Linked DNA regions of Mus musculus: regions 2 and 3 are each linked to region 1. The links are chromatin contacts, called in public ChIA-PET maps. All regions are on one chromosome and are shown on one strand. The core of a region is the stretch at or near the end of the contact, and the rest is flanking DNA. Distances in the headings are between cores, read along the strand shown. Region 1 has its middle 19 kb from the start of Meis3. Region 2 has its middle 5.6 kb from the start of Ceacam15. Region 3 holds the start of Tmem160 (transmembrane protein 160).

Evidence for each region. ChIA-PET counts read pairs in DNA pulled down with a chosen protein or histone mark.
Region 2: an RNA polymerase II ChIA-PET map of memory CD8 T cells shows a contact between it and region 1, with 12 read pairs. The contact joins two enhancer-like sites. A contact is called at or near these places in 1 of 39 promoter capture datasets (pre-B cells) and 1 of 115 datasets of contacts at active chromatin or transcription factors (memory CD8 T cells).
Region 3: a contact with region 1 is called in an RNA polymerase II ChIA-PET map of memory CD8 T cells, with 13 read pairs. The contact joins the promoter of Tmem160 here to the enhancer-like site in region 1. A contact is called at or near these places in 2 of 39 promoter capture datasets (hippocampal neurons and stem cell-derived epiblast-like cells), 7 of 484 Hi-C or Micro-C datasets (the G1E-ER4 cell line, embryonic stem cells, erythroblasts and 2 more), 5 of 115 datasets of contacts at active chromatin or transcription factors (T-cell acute lymphoblastic leukemia, bone marrow-derived macrophages, memory CD8 T cells and 2 more) and 1 of 9 other capture datasets (liver).

What each region holds. Positions count from the first base shown.
Region 1 is chr7:16,191,473-16,196,515 of GRCm38.p6, reverse strand. No RefSeq gene overlaps it. Among named protein-coding and RNA genes, the nearest start is that of Meis3, 19 kb to the right of the region's middle. Within about 2 kb of position 2,610, at least 45 of the 459 cell types and tissues checked have an H3K27ac peak or open chromatin away from gene starts, as enhancers often do. A contact at or near this core is called in T-cell acute lymphoblastic leukemia, bone marrow-derived macrophages and memory CD8 T cells, where this site is marked.
Region 2 is chr7:16,678,814-16,683,856 of GRCm38.p6, reverse strand. No RefSeq gene overlaps it. Among named protein-coding and RNA genes, the nearest start is that of Ceacam15, 5.6 kb to the right of the region's middle. Within about 2 kb of position 2,561, at least 21 of the 459 cell types and tissues checked have an H3K27ac peak or open chromatin away from gene starts, as enhancers often do. A contact at or near this core is called in memory CD8 T cells, where this site is marked.
Region 3 is chr7:16,449,854-16,454,896 of GRCm38.p6, reverse strand. Tmem160 (transmembrane protein 160) reads right to left here and starts at 2,118. Exons shown (of 3, transcript NM_026938.1): 1 at 1,727-2,118; 2 at 684-776. The coding sequence starts at 1,934.

The sequences.
Region 1 (5,043 bases), core at 1,361-3,860:
GAACCCAGCTGTGGTGTTATTAATGCATTGCTGTGACCTCAGTCCCCGACAGAGCATCTTAAGGCATGAAGGATTTCTATCCCCAGTCTTCACTGCAAACTAAGGAAGCAAGAGAGTGGACAGAAGTGAGGGACTTCCATCAGCCTCACACAATAATACCCTCGGGGCTGGGAGACACCTCAAGTGGCAAAGGGCCTGCGGCTCAGGCCACCTGAGTGTGGATCCCAGAATCCACACTAAAAAAAAACAACCAAAAACCAAAAACCAACCAAACAAACAAACAAAAAAAACAATTAAAAAGCTGAGCCTAACAACATGGGTCTAACTCTAATGCTGGGACTAGGGCCAGAGGCAGGATTCCCTGAGCTCGTGGGCCAGCCAGCCTAGCCAAAGACCTTGTCTCAAAACCTGGTGGAGACTGATCAAGGAACATACCTGGTCAGCTTCTGAGCTAAGACACACAGACAGACACACAGACGCATGCACACATGCACACACATGCACATATACATACCCTACACATACACACACATGTGCACACATGCATATATATGTACATATGTGCACACATGCACACACATGCACGTATACATACACACACACACACGCATGTGCACACATGCATATATATGTACATATGGGCACACATGCATACACCACACATACAAACAGTGCAGTCAGCTGGCAAGAAGTGGATAAAATAAGTGAAGTGCTGAATCTGAGAGAGCAATAAAGCAGGAGGCCTAGGGACAGAAGCAGCCACCATTACAGGCCCCGCAGTGTCAAGTCCAAGGGCCACGTCCCAAAACAGACACAGTCAACTCAGTTCAGTGGGGCACTTTCTTGAAAGACAGCCTACGAAACTCACTGCATTGGTTGCTTTTCTCATCTGTCTGAAAGAAACAAGGGAGGGTGGGTCTTAGGGTTCAGAGGGTGCAGACTGTGGTGGGGAGGGTGGAAGCCACTCATAGAAGGTCTCAGGAAGCCAAGCTGGGAACGGAGCGAGCCTGAGGCCTTTACAGCCTTGTGCCCAGGAAGGTCCATGGCTTCTCAAACCAGTACCACCATCAGGACCAGTTAGAGACACTCACTCATCAGGAAATAGACTGAAGAACTCTATGCATGAACTTAAGTGTACTGTTGGAGACAGCAGTGCAGGCTGTGTGGCATCCTCAAGCCCAGCATGCAGGAGGCAGGAGGAGGGTGCGGAGTTCAAAGTCAGCCTCATCTACACAGCGGCTTCAAGGCCAGCCTGGGCTACATAACATTTGAGAACCTTAGCCTTTAGATGATGAACATAGAGAAACTGTCCATTTTCTCAGAAGGTGCTCCCCCCACCCCCAGTGCTTGGTCTCTTCTCACCTCCATGCTGGAGCTCAAGCTTGGCTTTGATTATGATAGGTTAGTGGGCTCACTAGCTCTCAGCAACAGCAGCTTCAGTGATCACCAGAGAAGAATGAACAACTACAGAGACTCCAGCCACGTCCCAAGATGACAGGGAAAGATGCCGTAAGGTCCCAAGTCTGACCTTGGGAGAGCTCCAGACATCTAATCTCTTACCTTTACCCAGTTGTTAAACCCTAGTGAGTATGATGGGCACACACCTTTAATAGAGACACTCTGAGCTGAGATAGAAGGACCTCAAGTTCAAGGCCAGCCTTGGGTGCAAAGCAAGGCCTTGTCTCAAAAAAGTCAAGAGTTGGGAGTGTGGCTCAGCAGTTGAAAGAAGGTCTAGAGTCCCCCAGCGAGGGGGTGTGGCTCAGTGGTAGAGCCCCTGCCTAGAATCCCCAGTGAGGGGCTGGGGGCATGGCTCAGTGGTAGAGCCCCTGCCTAGAATCCCCCAGTGAGGGGCTGGGGGCGTGGCTCAGTGGTAGAGCCCCTGCCTAGAATCCCCCAGGGAGGGGCTGGGGGCGTGGCTCAGTGGTAGAGCCTCTGCCTAGAATCCCCCAGTGAGGGGCTGGGGGTGTGGCTCAGATGTGCAGTATTTCTCAGAATGTGTAAAAAGCCCTGGAGTTCATCCTCAGCACAAGAGACAAGTGAAGTGTGGATGCACTGTTTTCTCATGGGTGAAGCCTAAAGTTAAGAACCATGGTCATGATCATGCAGGGTTCAGGGCAGGCAAGACAGCCCATTGTGTATTAGTTTCTATCCATCCTTCAGGGAAGCTCCTTACAACAGAAAGTAAACAATTCAAAATTGCTTCAGGAAGTCCCTAAAACTGACCAGATTCATTAGACCCCAACCTCACTAAGAGGAAACAACAAAGGCTTCTGGGAGTTACTCAGACCAGCCAAGCCTCCTGGTATTGTTCTGACCAACCGAGTCTCCTGGAAAGAGCACTCTCCAGCCTGTTGAGCTGCCTGCAAGCTATGCAGTGTGTTTCAGGTTCCCAGAGCTGTCACCCATGCCTGGGTGAGTTGGTGATACAGCTGTCTTTGAGTTGTTTCTGCTCCTGTAAGTTGCCCCTCACCTATACTCCTGTGAGCAACCACAATAAAACCCATTGATTCACTAATGTGGACTTTGACGATATCCACACGTTGGCCTGTTGTGGGCTCCCATCTGGAGTGAGCAGTCATGTGATACATCTCCCCAGGAAAGTTCTGTCACACAAAGTCCACAGAGAGAGGAAGTGGGTTCTTAGCTGCCAGGCCTGGGGTGTGAGGTGGAAAGTGACTTATGTAAGGTGTTCCCCCCACCCCCTCAGATGTTTAGAATATTCTAAAAGCTACTACCTCAAGATGGACTTATTGCAAAGTCTATAATGCCAGCGCTTGGGAGACTGAGAAGAGAGAATGTGAACTTCAAGACCAGCCTGGGCAGTTTACTGAGATCATGTCTCAAAGGAAAAGCAAGCAAGCTAGCAACTGAACAAACCCCCAGAAAATAGTATAGTACCAAGCCTGATTGTGTGAGCCACTCGCATGCCCATGAAAGCAACCTTAATTATGCCCTGTGGCTCACCAAACAAGCAAGCAAACTACATCAGAACAGAAAAGTCTGCAAGTGCAACTGTTTTGGGAATAAAAAGGAGTCCAGCCAGGAGTGAGAGAGAAAGGAGAGAGGAGGGAAAGAATCCAGGGTTATTACATATATGCATAAAATTGTCAATAAACAGAAACACTAAAAATTTTTAGTGATAGTAGCTGGAGAGATGGCTCAGTGGCTAAGAGCACTGTCCAAATCTTACAATGGCTGCTCACAGCTCTCTGTAACTTCAGTTCAGGGGGATCTGATGCCCTTATACAGATACACGTGTAGACAAAACAATGCGTGGAGATAACATGAATAAACTGAAAAATTATTAATCAATGATGTGCAGCCTAAAGGATACACAATTGTGTCCCAGAGCTGCCATTCGACAACGTCTATGAGGGGTCTGTATGTAAAAGGTGCTTGGTGGCCTGAGTTTAGTCCCCAGGACTCTTTTAGGAGGAGAGAGCCCACTCCCTCCTAGAGCTTGTCCTCTGACTGCCATAGGTATGTAGCACACAGCCTCCTTCTCTCAACAACTAAAGAAATAAATAGGAAAAAGAAAAACACATGGCTTTAATCCCAGCACTAGGGATGCAGAGACAGGTAGATCTCTATGAGTTTGAAGAAGCTAGCCTGCTTTACATAGTTAGTTCCAGGGCAGCCAGAGCAAAATAGTTAGACTGTCAAAAAGAAAAAAAAAAAAGAAAGAAGGAAAGAGAGAAAGAAAGAAAGAGAGAAAGAAAGAAAGGGAGGGAGGGAGGAAGGAAGGAAGGAAGGAAGGAAGGAAGAAAGAAAGAAAGAAAGAAAGAAAGAAAGAAAGAAAGAAAGAAAGAAAGAAAGAAAGAAAGAAGGTGGGGGGGGGGGGGCAGGGAGGGAAGGGATTAAAGTTTTATGGCTCTTCAGCGCCACCTTGTGGGCTCCAGATGCACTGCTGCTCCATGGTCCCTGCGGGCTGTGAATAATGAGTTCCGGGATAGATGAGGCACTCTGGGCTTCAGTGATTAGAGACTACTAGTGCCACACATCTCAGGCTCACAGACACAGGCTTATGATGGGTCGGATGGTGTCTGTCATCTGAGCCTTTGCATCTGTACTCTGCCAGGGAGCTAGGTGTGGAAGAGCCCTGGAGATAGTCATGGATGGGTTTGGAGTCCTACAGGGCTGCTCTGAAGTACCGCTCTGAGGATGAGGGGACTCCATCAGCCCCTGCTTTGCTGAGAGGCTCCCAGTGACACTTCTGGTCTCCTTGAACTGGGATTATCAGTCAGTCCCTCAAACTTTGATTTTTTTTTTTAACCCAGTGCATAGTGATCCAGAGGTGAAGCCACAGTCCCTTTGGGGGAGATGAGAAAAAGATCAATGATATCTATTGCTAGCATTTATTGTTTCAATGCTGAGGATTGAGTCTAAGGCCTCACTTTATGCTAAGCAGGGAAATGTACCACTGAGCCACGCCCCCAGCCCCTTACTGGGGTGGGGTGGGGTCAGGGTGGAGATTCTAGGCAGGGGCTCCACCACTGAGCCACACCCCCAGCCCCTCACTGGGGGATTCTAGCAAAAGCTCTATTACAGAGCCATCATGCCCCAGGCTATTTTTGTTTTGCTCTTTTGCTTTATTTTACTTTATATACATGAACGTTTTGCCTGCATGCACATGTGCTATGTGCATGCCTTTTGCCAGCTACCATGTGGGTGCTGGGAATCGAACCCAGGTCCTCTGCAAGAGAGGAAACAAGTGCTCATAACGGCTGATCCATCTCTCCAGCCCTGATTTTTTAAAAAATGTATTTGTTATGTGTGTAGGCACATGCATGCCATGTCATGCATATGGAGAACTCAGAGGACAACTTGTGGGTCCGGGGATGGAACTCATGTCTTCAGGCTTGGGAACACTCACCCCTCACCAGCTAATCTACCTCACAGCTCCTCTCATTTTGAAACGGGCCTTACTAATTTGTACAGGATGATCATGGTCTCGAGCTCCTCCTGCCTCAGCCTTTCTAGCACCCAGGCTTGCAGGCAGGCCTCCGTGCCTGGTACCTTCTCTTCCTCCATACCCTGCTTCCT
Region 2 (5,043 bases), core at 1,312-3,811, 490 kb before region 1:
ATTGGACCAAATGAGCAAGAAGTAGCAACCACTTTGGACTCATTGGTAACACATACGCGTATCAGAGAATGGGAAATAAATCCAACCAAAATTCAAGGACCATCTACCTCAGTGAAACTCTTAGAAGAGTCCAGTGGTGTGAGGCTTGCAGAGATATTCCTTCTAAGGTGAAAGATAAGTTATTGCACCTGGCGCCTCCCACCACCAAGAAAGAAGCATAATGTTTAGTGGGTCTATTTGGATTCTAGAGACAGCACATTCCTCGTTTGGGTGTGTTACTCAGGCCTATTTACCAGGTGGCTCAGAAAGCTGCTAGCTTTGTGTGGGACCTGGAACAGGAGAAGGCTCTTTAACAGGTCTAGGCTGCTGTGCAGTCTGCTCTACCACTTGGACCATATGACCCAACAGACCCGATGGTACTTGAGGTGTCAGTGGAAGATAGAGATGCTGTTTGGGGCCTCTGACAGGCCTTTGTGGAAACTGAACGTTTGACAACAGGACACCAAGTTACCAAGCCACCTGAACTGCCCATTATGAGCTGGGTGTTATCAAACCCTCCAAGTCATAAAGTAGTCTATTATCAAATGGATGTGGTATATATGTGATCAGGCCCGAGCAAGTCTTGAAGGCACAAGCAAGTTACATGAAGAAGTTGCTCAAATGCCTATTGTTTTTACTCCTGTTACAATGCCATCTGCTGCCAAGCATGTGCCTATAGCCTCATGGGGTGTTCCCTATGATCAGTTGACTAAAGAAGAGAAGACTAGGACCTGGTTTACTGATGGCTCTGCACTTTATGCAGGCACTGCCCAGAAGTGGACAGCTACAGCATTACAACCCCTTTCTAGGACAGCCCTGAAAGATACAGGTGAAGGAAAATCTTCACAGTGGGCAGAACTTCAGGAAGAAGAAATGGCCTGATGTTTGATTGTTCACAGACTCATGGGCTGTAGCCAATGGATTGGCTGGATGGTCAGGAACTTGGAAAGATCATGATTGGAAAATTGGTGAGAAAGACATCTGGGGGAAACGTATGTGGATAGATCTCTCCAAATGGGCAAAGGATGTGAAAATATTTGTGTCCCATGTAAATGCTCATCAAAGGTGACTTCAGCCGAGGAGTTCAATAATCAAGTGGATAAGATGACCCATTCTGTGCACAGTCAGCCTCTCTCCCCAGCCATCCCTGTCATTGCGCAATGAGTACATGAACAAAGTGGCCATGGTGGCCGAGATGGGGGTTATGTTTGGGATCAACAACACAGACTTCCACTCACCAAGGCTGACCTGGTTACAGCTGCTGCTGAATGCCAGATCTGCCAACAGCAGAGAATGACACTGAGCCTCAGATATGGCACCATTTCTCAAGGTGACCAGCCAGCAACTTGGTGGCTGGTTGACTACATTGGACCACTTCATCTGTGGAAAGGACAACATTTTTTTCTTACTGGAGTAGATACTTCTGGTTATGGATTTGCCTTTCCTTCTACCAAAACCACCATCTATGGACTTACAAAATGCCTTATCCATTGTCATGGTATTCCACAGTATTGCCTCTGGCCAAGGAAATCATTACATAGACAGAGAGGTGTGACAGTGGGCCCACAATCATGGAATCCAGTGGTCTTACCGTGTCCCTCACCATCCTGAAGCAGATGGTCTGATAGAAAGATGGAATGGCCTATTGAAGATGCACGCAGTTACAGTGCCAATTAGGTGGTGTTGGAGTTTGTCAAAAGACCCTCACTCACAGAGACCACAGAAACCACCATCACTGCAAACTGCATGAGGATTTTTATTATTGAGCCAACATGTTGGGGACTCCCCTCTCAGCACACAGGCCAGAGGAGAGACCTAGAACAAAGAAAGAACACACTTTTTATACATTTGTAAGGGACAGATTTGAGCAACAGGGTAGCTGGCTTATTTTCATTGGTGTAGCAAGTAGCCCTTTCAGGCATTGGTTGGTTTGCACAGTGACTACCTCTGGCCTAGTGACTCACTTTGCTTGCCCCCATGGTAGGTTACTATGCATTGGTCAGCAAAGCAATAGTACATTTTGAACTTATGGGTCAGCTATTAACGTCACAGCTATTAAGTCATGGCTATCAACATCAGGGGAATTCTAGCAACAAGGTCAGGGTGGTTTGTGGTCTTTCTCAGAATTCAGTGTGGGGTGGGGTAGGGGGATTTTTCTTCTGAGAACTGTTATTTTTGTTATGGTTATTTCTCTGAGAACAGCTAACATTATTTTGGTAGCTGTAAGCTTAATCATTTTGACTGCTAAAACTATGTTTTTACTTTATTTAGTCAGCCAGCTTCCTTATCTGGCTCTGCACTTGGCCTGCTAGTACAGTTTGGAAAGTCCTTTTCAAAGGGGAAAGGGTACTGGGTGGTCTTGAATTCATTTTGGATATTACAGTGGCAGCAGCATGGAGGGCTAGGGAAGAGTCCTTCAGAAGGCAGTATATGTTTTGAATAGCATCCTATATGTGGTACAGTGTAGGGTTGTGGGTCCACAGGGCATGGCTGCTGGGTGAGGCAGGATGCTGGGAGTTTGACTGTGGTTATCGCACCCCATTGCCAGGTGGGTGTTGAGTCACAGAGAAGCCCCCAGAACACTGCTCCAGGGTTGGGAAAGAGCAGTCTGAGGTACAGGAACAGCTGGAGCTGACTCAGGGTCCCTGGGCCTGCGAAGAGGCTGGGGTCATGGAATCCCAAGCTCTTGGACACCCAGGCGCCACTGGAAGTCTCAGAAGAACTGAGAACAGAATCTGGGCCCTCAGGCTGGATCTAACCCTAGGCTGGGGAAAAAAAGAGAGGAGCTCTGGCAGGGCGGCAGCTTGGGCTTGGTGGTGGTTGTGACTGGGAGTGTAGAGAGGCCATCTAGGAGAGATTAGACAGCGGCTCTGTAGTCAAAGGCCTTCTCCGTGGCTCCCCACTGCGGATCCAGATGAAAAGAGATGGTCTGTGGTCCCAATTCATTTATTGTCATGGTGGAAAGTAGATGTGTAAAACTGTACCCCACTTCTCAGGGTGGGCCTGAGATTAAATACCTTTTGCAGGGAGGAATGCCTGTAAAGGAAAGCTTATTGGCTAAGACTCCAGGCCTCTAGGTACCTCATTAGAATGGAGATCTATCTTGAGTCTAGGTGAGCTATGGTCACGTCTCTTTTCCTATTTTCTTGGTCTTTCGAGCTACATGTGGAAGGGCTTGGGGTGTTGCCCTTATGTAACTGATGGACACAAAACTATGGGGAGCTAAGATGAAGGCTACTGTCTGAAGAGGTTCTGTGGCCTCTCCTCCATCCCTTCATCCCCTCCCCTCCTCCCTCACTCCCCCACCCCCTTCATTTTCATCATGGTGAGGCTCTTCTCCAGGGTTCTCCTCTCCTTCCCCTGAGCCCCTGGCACGTCTAGACTCTGCCACTTCCTGTTGTTTCTGAATAATCCTCTTCCTCCACTCCAGGCCCCACCTCGACCTCAGACCCTCTATCTGAACAAACCCTGCTGAGGGAATTATTTCCGCTTCCTGTGCATGTGGATCTCCCACCTGTAGAGGGTAAGAGGTCCCTGTGCACACAGGTAAGCCTTGGAGAAGCCAGGAAAGTTAAACACCCAGGCTTGTCTCTTCAATGGAAGGAGGTGTTTGCCTGTCTTCCTCCAGGAACGCAGGGAAAGGGTGTAGTTTACAACCTGCTGGTCTCTAGCTCTCTGTAAGGCCAGCTGCATTGAGTCTCTCAGAGTACTATGTGTGTGTGTCCCTGACTTCCCCCTGCAACTTGAGCCTTGCTTCTTAGTCTATACGAGCGAGCATCCTCATGGCAGTGGTCACTCATACTCTACATCAGCCTAAGTGAATGCTATGTTATCTCAGGGTCAGACGTTTTGTTTACCTCAGCCATTCTCCACAGACCCTCATCTTGAGCACTGTCTGTAAGTCACCAGAACCCATGTTCATGGAAGAAGCTGTATGGACTCTGTAGAGAGTCTCAATGTCACCATGCCTTGAGCTTTGCTGTACCCTTGGGACTGAGTTAGTTATCATCAGGAAACTTTCCCCCCAAATCATGATGTGCTGCTTAAATATAGCTAAAACCACCTAGTGTCAGGCTCCAGAAGTTTGTCCCAGCAGCGTCTGTCTAATTCTGGCTGAACTGAACTTCATTCTGACCTCACCCGATTGTCTCCCTGCCTACTGATGGGTTCAGCGGTCCCACACCCACACTGATGGCTTTCTTATTTATGATACTGAGAGGAGAAGCCCTTGTTATCAGGGTGACATTTGTTGGAAGAGAGGAAGGGAGGGAGAAGGGGAAGGAGGGAGGGGGATTTCCAGGCCTCTGCTGCCTCCTCAGTCCTCCCTGTGTGGAGAGCAGCTTCAGGTTCAGCCCTGCTCCCTTGCTCCATGCTGTGCTCTCAGCTCTGCTGTCTTCCTCTGAGCTCAGCCTCCTCCCAGGCAGCAGCTCCCTCCAGAATCACATGATCTGTGTCTAAGACACTGCTCTGTCCCTCCCGTGTCCATTCCACCTCCCATCCCTGTCCCCTTCTCCTTATGGTTCAGTCCTTCACACCACAGTGTGAGCAGCAAGGCTGGGAGGTGCACTGTGCCCTCAAAGAACTGCAGCTCTCCCCAGCAATGGCCTCTGTTGAGTCCTAGCTTGGGTCTGTCAATACCAGAGGGACCCCTGGCCTCTCTACGTGATTTTCTGACACTGAAACACAGCTGATCATCCAGATGTCCTGAAGGTAGAAGTCACATGCAGAAGGCAGGTGTCAGATGTCTCCCAGGCCTGGGAAGGGACTAAGTGCAGGATGAGCGTGTATGGAAACTTATCTGTAACCACTGCTATCACAAATCTGATTTCCTTCCCAGGACGTGTTTCAGAAGCAGTTGTGTCAGGAGTATGACATCTACAGGAGGAAGTGACTGGAATCCTGGAAATAGGATGCATGTCCATCTTCCTGAGGAAGGTTTCAGTGAGACCTTGAGTCCCCTGTAATGCTGGCTTGGGCCTCGGTCTCTAATGAAAGTCTACACTG
Region 3 (5,043 bases), core at 869-3,368, 260 kb before region 1:
TTTCAGATGGCCTGAGTTCAGTTCCCAGAACCCACATGGTGGCTCACAACCATCTGTACCTCCAGTCCGAGGGGTTCTTGTGCTCTCTTCTGGCTTCATGGGTACCAGGCATGCACATGGTCTCCATATACACATATACACATAAAATAAAAATAAATCTCAAAAAAACAAAAAGGCTGGTGATGTAGTTCAGTGGTCGAGCCCCTGCCTAGAATCCCCCAGTGAGGGACTGGGGGCGTGGCTCAAAGGTAGAGCACTTGGCTAAAAAATTCCAGTGGAAGGATGGCGATGTGTAGCTCAGTGACACAGCACTTAACTAGTAGGCTGCTTTCCTTCCCGTTATAGCAATACATAAACAAACAAACAAACAAATAAAGGCAGACAAGGACTCAAATACATGAGACTTTGTAAAAGGAAGTATGTGAGACTTGGAGGAGAAATTCAATATCCAAAGGGGCTGGTCTGGGGTATAAACAAAGGTGTCCACATAAGTCAAGGCTACTTGGAAACTGTCTGGTGGACTCCTCACAATGCCGATGAAGGAGGTGTAAGAGGAGATGTAACTAGTGAGGCAAGAGAAAATGGAGGGAGTGCTCTCCTTTTCCAACTGTTAGGGTAGGAGGACTCAGAACTGGAGGAAAAGGGGGAGGGGCCCATTTCCCATAGGGATGGTCTGTACTCACCATAGGCAGCTTCCCGGCCCATGTCACTCTGCATGAAGGAGATGACCCCAATGCCGGATGACAGAAGTCCATTTCGGAACCAGGAGAGAAAAGCTGCGGGGAGTTGGGGGATGGAGCTCTGCATCAGCAAGCCCTGCTTCCTAGATCCCCTCTCACCCTATTCAGCCACAAGACAAAAGTATTCTAGATGCGGATCCCTTCCGGGAAGCCCCATGCAAGTCCCATTCCTTTACCCTTCTGTCCCAGACGTTCAAAATCTAGAGCACGAATTGAAGTTTGAGGATAGAAAGTCTTCCCAAGTCTTCCCTTGTGCATCCTGCGGTCTTCCCTCTCTCCCTCAGACCTCTGGGACAAACTTCTCCAGCCTGTCCCTTCCCCTGTGTGGTAACCGCTCCTACCTAGCATGGCCTCATCCTTGCGTCCACACCTCCCCACCACTCAAGTACCTGAGTGCTGCCAAAAGGCTGTTCCCACTACTAGCCCCATTCAACACCAGACCAGCTCCAATCTCTCAACTCATTGCCTCGTTTGAGATTCCTCCCTCTGCAGTCTAGATCACCTCTCCCTCCAATCAGCAGCCACCTTCTCTACCATTGGTTACACGCTGGTCCAATCCGGAACTTCCCCATCTTCTGCGGGTAGCCACACTCTTGTTTTATTCCAAGTGGTCCCCTCTGTCTGTAATCCTAACGGATACCCCTGTCTCAAGCAACTTGTTCCCTCCCAGCTGCCTCTGGAACGGTCTCTCACCTAGGCAGTGTGGTGCTGCCAACTACTTCTTCCTAACCGTAGCCTCCTCCCCACCCCCACTAATCCCTGCTGTACCCCTTTAGCCAGGACCCGAAAGATGGTGTCCTATGCGGCCAGGCTGCAAAATCTCCAACCCCCAACACCGGTTCCCTGCGCTCACATGAGGAAGCTGCCCCCGCTGAGCACAGGCCCTGTTCCCAGCAGATGCTTGCCTTACTCTGGCCACCCACTCCCACGTGCACATTGAAACCCCTCTCCTTGTAGCGCGAACGACCCCGGCCCCTGCCACTGACCTGTCTCATGTGCCTTGCGGAGGAGCCAAGCGTCCGCGCGATCCAGCTCGGACACTGGAGGCGGCGACGCTCCCGCGCGTGGCCCGTGGCCCGGGGCGAAGGACCCGCGCGCGCCCCCGCTGCGGGGCCGCTGAGGAGGCTGCAGAGACCCCCGGAAGCGCAGGCGGGCCAGGCGCGCGACCCGAGCCCACCACCAGCCGCCTCCCATGGCTCGCAATGGGGCCGCGACACCAGCTCCGCCCCACGGGCCTACTGTAGGCTGGAGGTCACATCACTCATGAGGAGCGACACAACCATTGGTGATCTGCCCGCAACTCTATCCCGGAACGCAATACCTATTGGTGTATCTGGCTGTGTCTCCACTTCAGTTATATGTGCCGGTAGTGTGTGACCCACCTTATTTTTATCATCAGACTACAAATCCCAGAGATCAATGTACGGCAGGCAGTTCGACCTGCAGAAGGGTGCGGCGGAATATCTGCTGGGACTTGTAGTTTCAAAAAAGTTAATGCTCTCAACAGCCAGGAAACAAAACTTGTACTAGTTGCTTAGACTAGTTGCAAAACTGTGGTGAACTCACGGAAACAACTACCAGTTACCTCACTAAAGAGGACACATAACTATTTTGTTGTATTCCTCTTCAGTTTTTCTTCTATGCAGATTTTAATAAGATGTCATTTCTGGAAATTCATTCCTGTCTTTACTTAGATTCTTTCCAAAACGTTATTACCGGTACTGGGACTCAAACTTAGTGAGAGTGGCCGAGAGAGTATTTAACAGAAGAGAGACTGCAGAGGAGAAGCAGAGGAGGGGACAGAAGCAACAGACTCAAGACCTGGCAAAGATCTTGATAGCAGCCACAGCCAAACCACGGGACACATAAGAAATGCCTAAAACAGATAGTCTCAGGAGAAGGAGATAAGAGGGAGGGGGCTAAAGATCAAAGGTGCCCCTCCCAAGCCCAGGGCAGCCCTAAAGGTGAAAGGGAACCCAACAACTTGTTTGTAGATAATAAAGTTGAACTTTCTGCCTTGCTAAAACCTGAAGGTAAAGTCTCCTCATCAGTTTATAAGTGACTTTCAGTGGCAACAGAAACAAAAGAAACAACCAAGACCTCTTAGGGGCCCTGAAAAGTTCGGACTATTGTGCCTCCTCTAAGAAGGCTTTACTTTGCTAACTACAGGTGACCTCCCTAGAGCCAGGGGACTCAGGGCCTTGGCATCAGACAATGGCCAATCTGTCACCAATTGCCAGAAGCCGACCCCCACCTTGTGTATACACCAGTGCAGCAATGGCCTCCTGGTTAAAGATGACGCCAGGGTGACTCATTACCAGCCTCTCTTCTTGAATGCCCCAGGATGACTTTTCAGCTGCCCTGCTGCCTGACCCTGACCTTGATCGGTGGGCCTCTGCATGACTGCTCAGATCATATGTGCAGAGCCACTCCGGACAGGAGTATCAACCCACAAAGCTGAACTGGTGGCAGCTCTGACCAAGGCGTTACAGCTGAGAAAAGACAAGAGACACAGATAGCCAGTGTGCCTTTGCTACTGCTGATATCTATGGGACTATTTATATAGAGAGAGGCCTTCTGGCGGCAGAAGGACAGACTAAACTCCGTCCCAGAGGGCAGTGAGACAGCCCAGTGAGTGACCCTAAAAATTGGGCTCCTCATGTCCTTGATTGCCCTAGACCCAGGAAACCTCATACTCTCTGATCAGACAGAAGATGTGATCTGAGCCAAAACCCTGTCCATGTCTCAGTGTCCTAAGAGATGATGGAGGACAGCTAGCTGATCACAAACTAATTGTACCAGAGAAAATGGGTATACGCATACTGAAAAAGATTCAATGTTCTTCACACATAGGATGCCAGAGAATGCAGGACTTAGTCTACCAGTCCCTCATCATAATTAAAGATGCCAGTCTGAAAACAGCTGAAATTGTTAAAAACTGTAAGGGCTGTCGATTGGCTAATATGGTTGCCAATGAGAAGAACCCTGGTATTCAGTACTGCAGCACCAAGCCAGGAGTCTATGAGGAAACGGACTTCATAGAGGTAAAACCAGGACAATTTGGATATAAACACACACACACACACACACACACACACACACACACACACACACACTCACACACACACACTCATATATACACACTCACACACACATACACTCACACACACATATACACACTCACACACACACTCACACATACACACACACACTCACACACATTCACACACACATACACACACTCACACACACATACATACACACATACACACACACGCACACACTTATTTGTATTTTGGTTTTTCAAGACAGGGTTTCTCTGTGTAGCCCTGGCTGTCCTGGAACTCACTCTGGAGACTAGGCTGGCCTCAAACTCAGAAATCCACCTGGGATTAAAGGCATGCACTACCACTGCCAGCCCTTTTTTTAAATCATAAACAAGACTATGCCTGTGTTAGGTTGTTCTGACAAGAATGCCTTCCTTACCCATCTGTCTTAGGTTGGTAAGGCTCTGTGCATAATCTTACCCAGCTTTGACTGCCAGCCTGTTAAACTAATGGCTCTGTCTGGGGTCCATTTTCAGTTTCAAGCCTTGTATTTTGGCTGCCAACATGCTGATGTTGTTAAAGGCGAGTTTTATCAAAATGAGAAGGAATAAAAGCATTTCCAGGACAAGAAGGGCTAACATGATCAAGTTACTATATATGCCATTCTTGAAGCTTGAACAAGATGGAAACACTGACCTTAAACCATGAATAACTTTACAGCAATAACCACAGCATCAAAACTTCTTTAAACTGATAATCTCAGTGTGCAAAGTTAAAATATCCAGAGAGGTGTTAGAACTGTGCCAAATGCCCTGTAAATGTCTTTGAATTGTCTCCCAATTATAATGGCTGTCGTTGTAAATGTTAGAACTGACACAAGTCCATTGTTATTTAGCATGGCACTTGAGATGGTTTCATACTCTTTTTTGTTTTTGTTTTTTGTTTGTTTGTTTGTTTGTGTGTTTTGTTTTTGAAGACAGGGTTTCTCTGTGTAGCCCTGGCTGTCCTGGAACTCACTTTGTAGACCAGGCTGACCTTGAACTCAGAAATCTGCCTGCCTCTGCCTCCCCAGTGCTGGGATTAAAGGCGAGCGCCACCACTGCCCGGTGGTTTCTTACTCTTAAACTCTGAACCTCCTCCCCGATAATGTGAATAGTATCATAAACAGTATCAGTTCATTGTTCCCAACACCTATCTAAATGTTCTTGAATACTCAGAGCATTCGTGACTTTTTTGCTAAATGATTAACAAAAGTG